Linked DNA regions of Pan troglodytes: region 2 is linked to region 1. The links are chromatin contacts, called in public Hi-C maps. All regions are on one chromosome and are shown on one strand. The core of a region is the stretch at or near the end of the contact, and the rest is flanking DNA. Distances in the headings are between cores, read along the strand shown. Region 1 overlaps LOC134810342 (a long non-coding RNA gene). Region 2 has its middle 190 kb from the start of POU3F2.

The links. A called contact is a pair of places that touch in the nucleus more often than the background predicts.
Region 2: a contact with region 1 is called in a Hi-C map of stem cell-derived neural progenitor cells, with 4 times the contacts expected there. The contact joins two enhancer-like sites. A contact is called at or near these places in 1 of 7 Hi-C or Micro-C datasets (stem cell-derived neural progenitor cells) and 1 of 1 other capture datasets (stem cell-derived neural stem cells).

The regions. Positions count from the first base shown.
Region 1 is chr5:109,989,408-109,995,654 of NHGRI_mPanTro3-v2.0_pri, reverse strand. All of the region lies in intron 3 of LOC134810342 (a long non-coding RNA gene), which reads right to left. Among named protein-coding and RNA genes, the nearest start is that of MMS22L, 770 kb to the right of the region's middle. Within about 2 kb of position 2,249, at least 8 of the 24 cell types and tissues checked have an H3K27ac peak or open chromatin away from gene starts, as enhancers often do. A contact at or near this core is called in stem cell-derived neural progenitor cells, where this site is marked.
Region 2 is chr5:110,580,703-110,586,949 of NHGRI_mPanTro3-v2.0_pri, reverse strand. No RefSeq gene overlaps it. Among named protein-coding and RNA genes, the nearest start is that of POU3F2, 190 kb to the left of the region's middle. Within about 2 kb of position 3,454, at least 10 of the 24 cell types and tissues checked have an H3K27ac peak or open chromatin away from gene starts, as enhancers often do. A contact at or near this core is called in stem cell-derived neural progenitor cells, where this site is marked.

The DNA of each region.
Region 1 (6,247 bases), core at 1,000-3,499:
CATATGAGGTAGACAAGGAGATATTTTTAACTTAACAGTTGAGAAAACTGAGGCCACTGGAACTTTTTAAAACTAGAGCTTTAATCAAAGTCATCTGGTTCCAATTGTCATTCTAATTTCAACTCGTTGTGGATAAGGGGGTATGCTAAATTGAAGAAAGAATGTTTTCATGCCTGGTTGGGGTTGTACTTTTGGTTCAGAAGTGGGAGAGCAAAAGGGATGAGATACAATCTCACAATTCAGAATCTGCAGTACAATAATTACAGTGTGTGTTTGTGGGTATGGAGAGATGCCATATATATTTATGTAAGTGTGCACATTTGCATTTTGTGCATGACCATGCCCTACAAATACTGATCAGTACTCGCAAGTGACTTACAACTCATTAGTAGCACTAGTCTAAGCTGTAGCAGTAATGAACACCACCAATGTCATTTTCAATATTTCCTGGATAGGAGACAACTCACCATAGGTGGTGAGTGTCTACAACCTCTGAAGATAGAACCTGGATTCTCAATCTTCATATTTCAAAAAGAAGGTGATCCCTCTTTTTATTTCAATGGGTTTGTGAATGCACCATTTTCACTTTTTAAAGTTCTAAAATATCCAACCTGTTTTTCGTTTGTTTTGTTTTTAAGACACAATGTTCTATGACATTCTGAACATACTGTGAAACTCAGACTGAGTGGAAATTTAGTTTGCTATTGGCTAATAACTTTTTCCTAGTGGCTCAAATCAGAAGATTCAGGAAGGGGACTCCATGTGTGTGTGCCTAGAAGCACATAAAAAGCAGCAGTACCTGTGCATAATAAAAATAAGGAGATAATGGTAAATAATATAAATGCCAGAAAATATGGTTAGTTTCATGGTCTTGGTTCTTAATTTTTGCCATTTGTTCTGCTTTAAGAATAAAACAAAGAACAAGCTAATAGCCAGGGATTAATGCAAGAAAGGTGGCTCTTCCCCAAACATTCTGCCTTTTTAGCCCACTGTCTGGAAAACGAATTGAGATTTGGGGAACTCGCAGTGCTTTTGCATTTTTCTTCATTAGGAAGAGTATTTGTGAAACAAGCTCCAAATTTTTGCCATTCATGATTCCTGGCCACAGGGTGATATTCTTCAGTGACACAATCTTCAATGTATATGAGGCAGAGGATCATTTCTTATCCTGAGCACACGACGTAGCTAAGACGCAGCTGAAACCACCCCTCCCACACTCTCCACTTCAACAACAGCAGCTCATTATCAGAAGCACGTTGTAAAGGGCGGTGCAAGCACAAAAATCAATCTGATTGCCTGTATAGCTCTGCAAAATCATTCCAAGGGAGAAAAGAAAATGCCAGAGAGTAAGGAGAAAAGGGGCTAGGAGGGTGGAAAAGAGCAGGAATGAGGACATAAACCCTCCAAGGTCCATGAGGACTGAAGTTTAATGGCTGAGTGCTTGTTTTGAACTGTGACCTGAGGTTTGGCTGGGCACTAACAGTGGCATGCCTCATCAGCCACTGTCATAGCCACCCCAGGGTATACCTCCAGCAGGGAGTCAGCTCCATATCCTGAATTCTCAACTACCAGCTACCCACTGCCTCCTCCGCACGCACTGCTGAGACCCTGCCGAGAAATCAGCATGCAACCCAAGGAAGCATCCTTTCCTCTGGAATAAAAATTAATATTACTTGTCATATTTCATGTCTGAGCTCTTTTCATGCTTTATCCTCTGGTAATGAGGGCTAAATTACCAATATTAGTAGATTTTCATGGCTAGCACAGAAAGAGCTGTTACCAGAATAAATGTTTGCCTTGCTTCTGTTGGACACAGGCTTTGCTAATGCAGCTTTGCTAATTATTTCTAAATAGGCAATAATCTGCATCCCCTAGTGCTGGATAGTGGATTGGCCACGTACCTGCTATTTCCCTTATTTACATGTTTTACAACTTTATCAACTACACTAATTACACTCTGAGCACTGTTTAAAATTTTCTGTTAATAGAGATACAATGATGCACCAGAGGATGTGTATTTATGCCATAATTGCGCCTCTGTTCCTACGATGCAGTCTCCAATTAGCTGTCTACGGTGGCACAAGCAGCTGCCTGATATTCTAAAGCAGTGAAACATCTGCACGGCGGATGATACGCTCACATGGATTTTTTTTTAAGCCTAGAAATTTACACCCAAGGGAGTGCAGACAAATAGGAGCCTGTCATGTGTAGGGATGATTAGAAATCCTCACCATGGCAACATTGGAGCAGCCATGTCACAGAGTGAGGGGACACATGTCTAGATGAAGGCGCTAAAAACATTTGCCATTTTTTTTTAGCTTCAGTCTTCCAAACTTCCCTCCCTCCCCCTTTCTCTTTTTCATAGTCTTCTCTTTGCATCTAAAGCCAACCAAAACAGCAGGTGAAAAGGCCAAAGTCTGCAGCCATGCAAGGCATATGACATACGGGATCTAGTGTTAGGAAAAACAGTGAGCAATCAGAAATGTTAGACCCAGGAAATGTGCTGGGCCAGGAATGGGAGGGAGTGTGTTTTGTTTGAAAAATATCATAATAATTATTATTTCTTTAAGTGGTGGATTGTGTTAAGAGCAAGAGGCAAGATAGAAAATAAATATTAGACAGAATATAACACTTGAGGTACCTTAGTCAAAAGATGACACCTAATTTAAAATTTCCTTTTAACCCTCATTAACAGTTACAATTTCTGCATGAACAGTTGGCTAGCACACATTAGTGAGAGTAGGGAAGGCACACAAATGTCTTCTAGTCTGATATTGAATATATTTCTTAATGGCTGCTTCTTTCATAAGCCTGCCCATATAAGGACACTACATGGATGTATTTAATTACACATTAAAAAAGCCTTTAAATCCTATAGGAAGTTATGATGGAAATGCAAACATATATCATTGTGCATTCTAGAATTATATTGATTTGTATATTATGCTAATTATAATTTTGTTAAGAATAACATTGTACTGGCCTATGATTTGACCACATAGGCTTCAAAGATGCCTCTCATGATATTATATGTTTTGGTCTACATATTACCTTAATTCCTGTTTGAAAATACCAAAGTTTAAGTTATTAATTTAAAAATTGGTCTTCCAAATAATTATTATATCATATGGTTATGGTAACACTTCACAATTAATAACGAAGGCATGTTTAAAAGTATTTAATTAGCAGGGAGCTGAGAGGTGAAGGGGGCTACTAGTAGAGAAATAATTAGGGTGAAAATCCTTTAATACAAAGAGTAATTATAGGTAGGAGCAAAAATGTAACATATGTGCTAAATTATAAGAGTACCACAAGCAATGTGAATTGCATTAAGGTTCAAACCATATCAGTTAAAATCAGCTCCTGTTCTGTGACAATGGTCCCCTTGGTAAGGCACTAGCTTGTCCATACTTGTGTTACTTAACATCACTTTGGGCTGCTACCTCAGAAATGCCAAGATGTCAGGGTAAGGTACAGATAATTCTATCACAACTGGAGTTCTTCTGGGAATAAATCTCAAAAATGTACATTTAAAAAATCCTTTAATTCATTCCATTGAGAACAAAGACAATATTAGGAAATGCTATAGTTAAATAAATACTTAGTTTATTTTTGGAAGTATACATGTATGCATATGCATAAGTATACATATATACATACATTCATAAAGACTGGCAATGCTTTCAAAATAACTGCATAATACTATATGCCTAGAGTATAAAATCTCAAATTGGGATAGTGATTAGAAGCAGGGTTTTATAGTTCCTCAATATGTTTAAAATAACTTCATGAAACCCTAATAAAAATTTAAAGAAAAGATCATCTTGAGTTAACAGACTATATTAGCATTATCTTGGGTTAATGGCAGATAAGTCTCCTAAGACCACTTCTTCTAATTTTCTAACATTCTGGTACCACTGGGTACATGATGATCAATATTTCAGTCAACCCCCTCAGGCTCCTGGCTTTTATCAGACCATGGCACTAAGACACCTTACAGTGTTTACCAATGAAATCATAAAACGATAGGTTAACAGTGAAAATGTCTTTCCTCTACTTAACACTTTAGTAACATGAGAATTAGTTATTTATTCAATTCCAAAAGAGAATCTGAGAGTTGCCTCTTCCCCACCATATCCTATAAGTAAATTCTGAGTGCAGCTGGAGAGTGTCTACATAAATGATTCTTGTCATGACTCTGGTCTGTGGGTCTCACTGTCCCTCAGCACACTATATTTTGTACAAGCCTATATTAGAGAAGTATGATACTGAAGATCCACCATCCACCACATCTGTCAGCATAGGGACAGAGTTTATCTGATAAACAAGTCATTTTTGGAAACTGCAGATGCTCCCACTGTGAAGTATTAAATGTGGCCCCGCTTAGATACATAGAATGGGGTTCCGGTTGACTGAACGCAGGCTGATAAGCTCTGAACAGCTCAGAATGCTGTTTGCCCACATACTAATGTTAAACAAAAGAACCGCAGACTGCAGAGAAAGGATGCGGGTCAGACCAGTAAATTGCTTAAACCCTTAGGCAGCCTTCTGAAAAGAAAAGGCATGAAAGAAGCTGATATGAGCTTTTATGCAGAATTGTTCTGTTTATTATCCCTGTTAAGGAAATGATGGCAAGTGTCTTGTTAAACTATATATTCCCAATAAGACAAGAGGACTGACTCTAAACAAGATGCAATATGCCACTGGTCATCACTTGATAAACCATACATATCTTCTATATTATTTCTACATTTAGAATGTAATGCGAAAGACAATAATTTAAGCTGTACTCATGAAAACCATAAAGGCTGTTAAATGTGTCTTAGTATTACACTACCTGATTTGTCACTGAGTATTCCAAGCTAATAACAATCCGTCATGGAAGAAATCTATTTTGTATAAAAATTTCACTATCTTCCATTAAAACTTTGTTAGTTTTCAAACGTGATGACTATATTTCAAATGAATTGCTGAGACAGCTTAATAATAAAATCAGAATGAAGTATATCATTGTGACAACATGTAAACTTACCCTGAATAGAGCAGGGATACAATTTTATTAGTAAAATTCTCCAGTGGATAACATGACAGTCAGTATTGAATCTCCCCTGTTGTTAGGGGTTGGAGCTGGGGGAAGGGAGAAAAAGATTCTTGAGTTTGCTAGACTTTCAATACTTTCCCTCAGGTCTGACCCCCTCAAGAAACAGCATCTTTTCTGAAAGCAGATTTTTCTTCCACTCAGCCCAGTCTCCTCTCCCTCCCCTCCTGCAGAGACACTCCCATTCTGATTCATGTTTTGGGACAAAGGAAATGAGGAAAAATCCCAAGGCTTAAAGAAAACCTGATGAGAGAACCCTAACAGATAAGCAATGGATTTCGTCCAAATCACAAAGCAAGAAAAGATTTGGCAATCAAAGGGCCACAAACATACAGAAGGAGAAAATAAAGCTATATGATGTAAAGACAGCATAAAGAAAAACACACACAGGCAATTGCACCAACAATAAAAAATTAAAAATTACCCCTTTGCTTAAAACTAGTATAACATGTCATTGAGTACTACTTTGACATTTTCCTGCGGCTTTTCTCAACAGGCAATAAATGAAAACAATCTTGAAACCATTCTGCTAAAGGCTCAGTGTAGGAGGCATGTCCATACTTTGTCATCAGATAATCTTACAATCAGGGTCAGCCTTAAAGAGTTTACACCAATAGGCGCAACAGGTTTTTAATAGGAAATACTCAACTCTGGTTCTAAACGTTTAAAAAACAAACAAACTGACAACCAAATAAAAAATTAAAGATACACACACACTAATATGAGTCTTCTGTATTATTAATATAATCAAGTTTTAGAGAAAATAAAGTTTGATAGTTCTGCTCTTAAAGAACATAAGAAACTGAGTACTAAATTAGTAACAAAGAGCCCCAACCAGCCAAGGGGAGCAGAAGGGAATTGATATGCCAATCCAGGCACATGGGACTGCTGATTGTGTGTACTCAGTCTGAATTAGTAGAGAGCTTAGCTAATCACAGACATCAAAGTGAAAGGCAAATGGACAGTAGTAAAAAACATTCCAGATTTAAAAATAAAACAAAACAAAAACAAAAGCAAGATTCTGACATGGTGACATTGCAACTCTAGTGAATGGTCCGAGGAGGGAGCTGTTGACACAAGTTCCTGGGTGGAGATAAAATGACACCATGCATCCACAGAAAAGAAGTAAAAGGGAAGAGAACTTAACTA
Region 2 (6,247 bases), core at 2,205-4,704, 590 kb before region 1:
TATTATGATTTTGTTGTGCTTCAGGTACCATAGATGAATAAGACAAAGTCCTTTCTCCACTTTGACTTTTCTTCTATGAAGAATGAAATTGTTGGATGGTCTACAAGTTTCCTTTCAGCTGCAAAATCTGTGGATTTATAACCCCTTCTTTCTTAATGTATGCTCATGTCATGGGGATACCTACATGGTCAACTGGTCTTTCTTAAATAACTTGCAGGTGAATGAATGTTTTGAACAAGAGATGCATGAGCCAAAGACTAACCCCATGACCTGGGTTCAGACCCTTTCACAACCCAGACTGAACTAACAAATCTGTGGTATTAATTCACTGAAAGTAGTTTTACAATTTTAATTAATGAAAAGATTTTGGAGTAATCCAAATAATCCAAGAAAACAGATTAAACAATAGCAGCCACAATAGCAACCCTGTCTTCCAGAAATATTGTAAAGAATGAGTCAAGTGAAATTTTTATAGTGGCAGATTGGCTGACAATAGCTAGATCTTAACAACAGTAACATTTATTGAGCTCCTATTGTATATACAGTCTTCAAGAAATCAAAGGGCAGGAAAAGAACGTGATGGGATTTGGATGCTAATATCTAAGACGTCCTTCTAAGAGGTCCTTCTAGATCCTCCAGCACGCATACTGCCTGTTTCTAATGAACTTATTATTGAAGGTTCTCACAGACATCTTATAGAAGAGGTCTATGTCTGATTCCTTCTTCTTCTTTTTTTTTTTTGTTTTAATTGCTAATGTCCAGCCTCATTACTTGGATGAAGGAGATGCTTCAATGAATATTTGTTGATAACAACGGTAAAAACAGGAGTAAAACTTTGGAAGATGTCAATAGTTTATAGGATAAATTCTGAGATATCACAACTTTCAAACATGCAGGAAGCCTTATTTAGTACAGTTTAAAAATATGAAGAGCATATTTCACATATATTCCCACAATGAGAAAACTAACTGAAGGATTTTTATTTTCAAAATTAACCAAGTCTTTTGTTTGGGAAATGACATTAAAGTTTTCAACAAGAAAGTCTCTCTTCCCACTGCCAGAAGTTACAATATTGAAAACATATGAAAGTTCTAGTTTCTGCCACAAATAAATATTGAACTGGTCAATTTGAATTTTTACTCTCTGTATGAATGGATATTCTTGAAAAAAATTATTTAAATAAGTAATGTCAAAGATTAATTTGTGAATGTTTTAAAAGAATACTCTTTGCTTTTTAGTAGTTATGTGATAAAATTCATAAATGTATTATGATTACTCATATGTGGCTCAGGATGGTTCTTTCTTTCTTTGATGATCCATTCTAATAACTGAACAGCATCTCCCAAATCAGAGAGGCTTTCTTCAGATAGTACCCTTTCCTTCCTCTTTGTCTCACAAGAAAACTAGTAGCCATCAAACTTGACTCTTGGAAAGGCACTGCAAACTCTATGAATTTCTACCCAAGCACTGAAGAGTAAGACAATTAAGACAATTGTCAACAATTAAGACAGATAAAAGCAAGATTAGAGTTACTTTCTGGCACAGTGACAGCTACAGAGATGGTTTTTAGTCTTTGTAAAAATGTGCTTTTGGGTTTAGGGTTTCATCACTTCCTTCTATTCATCTGAAATGAGTGAATACATATGTAAATAAAACATCTACAAGAATTCTTATGTAAATAAAAAAAATATAGCATTCAGAGAAAGAAAAGAGCAGTTGATAAAGGAGAGCCAGTGCTGTGCGGCTTTGTGAACAAGGGAGGAAAGGATTTCTTTGTGCCACAACAAAACGTAACCCTGCCCATGAAAAGAAGGAGACAGGCTAGTTTCTGCTAAAAGCCAGGCTGCATGTAACTGACCCAGTGGAGGAAATCCTGGTTCTGTCTCTGGGGCGCCTTAGCGGTACTACGTGGATCGTACAGGTATGCAAGATACCTGTGCTTGTTCCGCTGACCTGGGCCCCAGCAGTGGGGCACATTTTTAAAACAAAAGCAAAATAACTACCAATTATTTTTAAAACTATATTTAAGAATTATATTTAAAACTGTTTCTACTGAGTTCTATTATTGTTTAAAAATAAAGACAAGCTAATAAACAAATTATGCCTTTAATAAGTTGTTGCATCTTTGTTGTAATGCTGCTGGTTGCTAACCAGAGGAGAATGTACTTCCTTCTCTCCTATCCTCTCAGATTAGTGTCCTACATGTACATTTCCAAGTTCCCCATGGAGCTGGGCATTTTAAAGTGTGAATTAAACTGGCACCATTTGAGCAAAATATCAATCACCCTTTGAAGTTGGCAGCCTCTCAACATATTTTTATGAAATGTTACCTTACTTTATGACAATTCTCATCCTGGCATAAGCTGTGATCAGTTATATATGTGAAGCAAGGTTCTGTGAAACAATCACAAACAATAAAGTCAATAATCTGCAAATTATGGACATTGATGCTTTTTAAGATTAGAGTAATAAAAATAGCTAATCACTGTCTTATGTCTTTTTATAAAAAATCTTAGACAATGAAAATTGTGAAGGTATTGCTTTCATCTTATGTTGCTGATCTTTCATTTGCTACACAGCAATTGTTAGGTTTAAATATGTGAGATGAAACATTTCTTTCAATAGACTTAATGTTAAGCACTTGAGTGAAAACATGAGTCAAATGTTTTACATTAATTTTCCTTCCTCCCTCCAGTAAGGTGAGATTTTTGTGACCTGAAAGTTATGCAAATTTGCAAGTAGGTTAAAAAAGAAAAGTAACCTTATAGAAAGAGATCCTCACAGTAATTATTCTGATGCTTCATTTGTTTGCAATTTTTTTTGGCTATAGTTTGGATGAAAAAAATACAAACCTCCTTTTATATGGCTTTAGGCTTTTTATTTATTTATTTTTTTAATTTGAACCAACCATTCAAAAATGACATGAAAAATCTGTCATTTGTTACAAATTAATTAATCAAAAAGTTAATAAGAACTCTTATAGCTAGTAAAAGAACCGCTTTAAACAAGGTGAAAACAATTAGGATAAAAAAAATTCCCATATAGGGTAAAATGCACCCACAAATAAGTAAGGACCAATTGCTACTCAATGCACAAAAATAAGCAAAGATTCAAAAGCAGAGATAAAGCTATTAAGAGTAGCTTTATCCCAAAGGTAATTATTGCTAATGCTTTTTAGGATGGGAAAAAATCCTACAGTAACTTTCAGTATGAATCTCATACTGAACCCCTATAACAACTTTGATGTGTTCTCACTATAACTCGGCTAATAGAAAAGGCATCCTGCTTTCTAAATATCACACCTGCAGTTGTCTACTCTTGGGAATCATTCAATTCATCAGTAAACACAACCCACATGCATCAAAAGTTTCCACTTTTTCCAGCTCTTTTTAACACTAGGATCCCTCCCCTCTCCCCAGGCTCCTTGCAGCTATCTAGGGAATCTTTCACTTTTTGTCCTTTCCCGACCCTTCTGGACCACATTTTCTCTTCTTATTCAGGCCATCTGCTCTCAAGGAAGGTAAAAGTTCTGCTAGGAAAACAATCAGCATCCCTAGCCATTAGTTGCTTTTGTGAAATATCCTTTTAGCCACTGCCTATGAAGACATACATTGTGCAAATCACAATTCAAATTATGATGGTCGTTTAAAAATAGTTTGTAATTGATACATTTCTGGCCAGAGCCTCCCCCTTTACTCTGGTAGTGGTACAATCTCCTTGTTCTTGACAGAAGTCTTTCTAAAGGCCTGCTCAAGCCTCACTAAGCAGCTGTGAGTTAGGTCATTTTCCCAGGAGTTTTACATGTGGAAAACTGGGCATTAGTAAGGCCTCAAAAAGGACACCATCTGGCCCTAGTGAAAAAAAGGATCATGACACTTCCTGTGGTACCAACAGACCCTGATGAACCAGAAAGGAATTCAGTCCTGGACTGTGATCCAATAGAGACCGGCCCCACAATCACCTCCGTGACAGCCAACTCCATTCATCTTAGCAGTTATCTCATAGCACAATGGACTTTTGTGCCATGCTGTTTACTGGAGGCGGAGTAAAATCCATTTTGATTTTTGTGTTTAGTCTCAGTGCCTGTCCTCTTTCCTGGAACACATACCACATCAGGAGAGACTGAGCTGCACAAAGAACAGTTCTTTCGGTTCCCATTCAAACTTCTTAATTTCCCTCCCACTGTACATGGGGCATAAGAATAAAATGCTGGACTCTTCAGAGGCTTCAGAAAACACCTTTTCTTGACATGAAGAGCCTCTCCTCCCACTTTCAATAAAATTTTTTGAAACTATTGAAATCAATCACTTTTTTTGGAGAAGAAAATTAAAATTTAAACAGATAAAGAAATTATTACTAGAAGTGTTTCACTGACTCCATTTAGTGTTTGTGTGTTGAAAGATTCTGTTAAAAACTACAGCAACAACATCAAGTAAACCAGGTTTTCTTATCTGAAAAAAGAAGTGACTGACCAAAGCAATAGGAGGGTGAATGCTGGTGACATCTTACATTGTTCTATAGTTGTTTTCAGCTTACAAAGTCTTTTTATATTTTCCTTTTCAAAAGATAGAAATGGGGCAAGTTGGATTAATACAATCAAATCTTTAATTGTTAAACTTTTTTATTTGAAGATACTACAAAACAAACAACAAGGAAACCTCTTAATTAACTCATTCTCAACAACTACATGTATATACTTTTTAAACGTAAAATATTATTTACGGTGGCTGATTACAGACCCTGAATGTGGTCATCTCAAAAATGAACTGTTGCCATTCAGGATAAATAGGGGCTTCCATCTGAGGGCTTTTATGTCATGTGGGCGGCAGCACAATGGGGAGGAGATGGCTGTAAAGGGAAGGTGCTTTCTTAGGTCCGAGAGCTCTCTTCTCAATTCTAACCAGATTCATCTTCATTATCCACCTTCCATTTTTTTTTTTTTTTTTTTAAATTCTTGCAACCCTATGATACTAAACCTCATTTTGTCTGCCACTGGGGCTTCATCTGTACACAGATCTGAATCCTCCCCCACTGTTGGAACCTTCAATAGAAAGCCATATTGCCACACAAAGGGACTTGGGGGTTAAAGAAAACGGTTAAGGCCCATCGTTTTATTCTCAGAATTTAACTTGGGGAGGGGAATAGAGAGGCTGCTCTTCTTCCAAATAAATTTCTCCTGCCTCAATTTTGAAGAACTTAAAAAGCCAACACAGAATGAGTAGAACTTAATGAAGGAAAACATTTTTCTGACTCTCAGTCCCTGATGGAAATGATCAGGCTCTATTGTGGGAAGATATAGCTGTTCCTCACTTATTAACATGTGTGTCCAAGGCCTAATTATAGGCATTCTCTTTTAATGTAGAATTGTCACCATTGGTGTTATTCATAAAGTGCCCATTGTGAGAAGTTCAAAACCGCAACCTTTATCTCTAGTCATCAGTGAATTTTCTCTGGATTCTGTAACCACTGGCAGCATATTATGACTACAAAGCCCAAGTTTTTGTGTATTACACTCCTCGTGTAATAATGAAAATGCCTGCAAGTAACAGCTTGATTAGAAATGAAGTGGGGCGGCAAGTGGGGGGTGGGCAGAGGGGAGAGTAGAGAGAGAGAGTTTCTATTTTGAAAGATCTAAAGCAGAGTATGAAACAGCCAGCATCCTCTTGCTGAAATGTCTGCACAATTACGCACACAGTTATGAGTTACAGTCTTTCATACGATGTGTCTCACAGCTTAAGTAAGAAAACTACCAAAGAAACTTTGAGGTAAGGGCCAGCAGTTAGGGCCACAGACCTCAGTGCCTGAAGGCTGGTTGAAAAGAGTAGGCGAAGCTGAGCCACGAGGCTCAGGGAGGGCATGGGATGCAGATATTTGGAAAACTGCCTTTGAGGTAGCAGAGGCAATTCCCTAAAACAGAAAGAAAAGGAGAAGAAAAAGGAGTAACCTCACCAGGAGGAGGAGGAAGCCCACAGTTTCCTCAGTGCTGCTGAACATAAAAGCCACTTAGATGCTAGAAAAGGGGGTGAAAAATCCAGACTTACACAGGCACATAAATGTTCAGTAATTTGGGACACAGACTCATTCTTTCCGTAAAGATCATAAATACTCCCTGTAAGAGTAATGAAGTTTATTTTTTTCTTTTTTAAACAAAAGAACCATTGAACACCCCATAGGTCATAAAATAATTAATTTTACCTATTATCTCTTCGGCCACTTTTCTTAGCATTGATTTTTACATCATTAACAT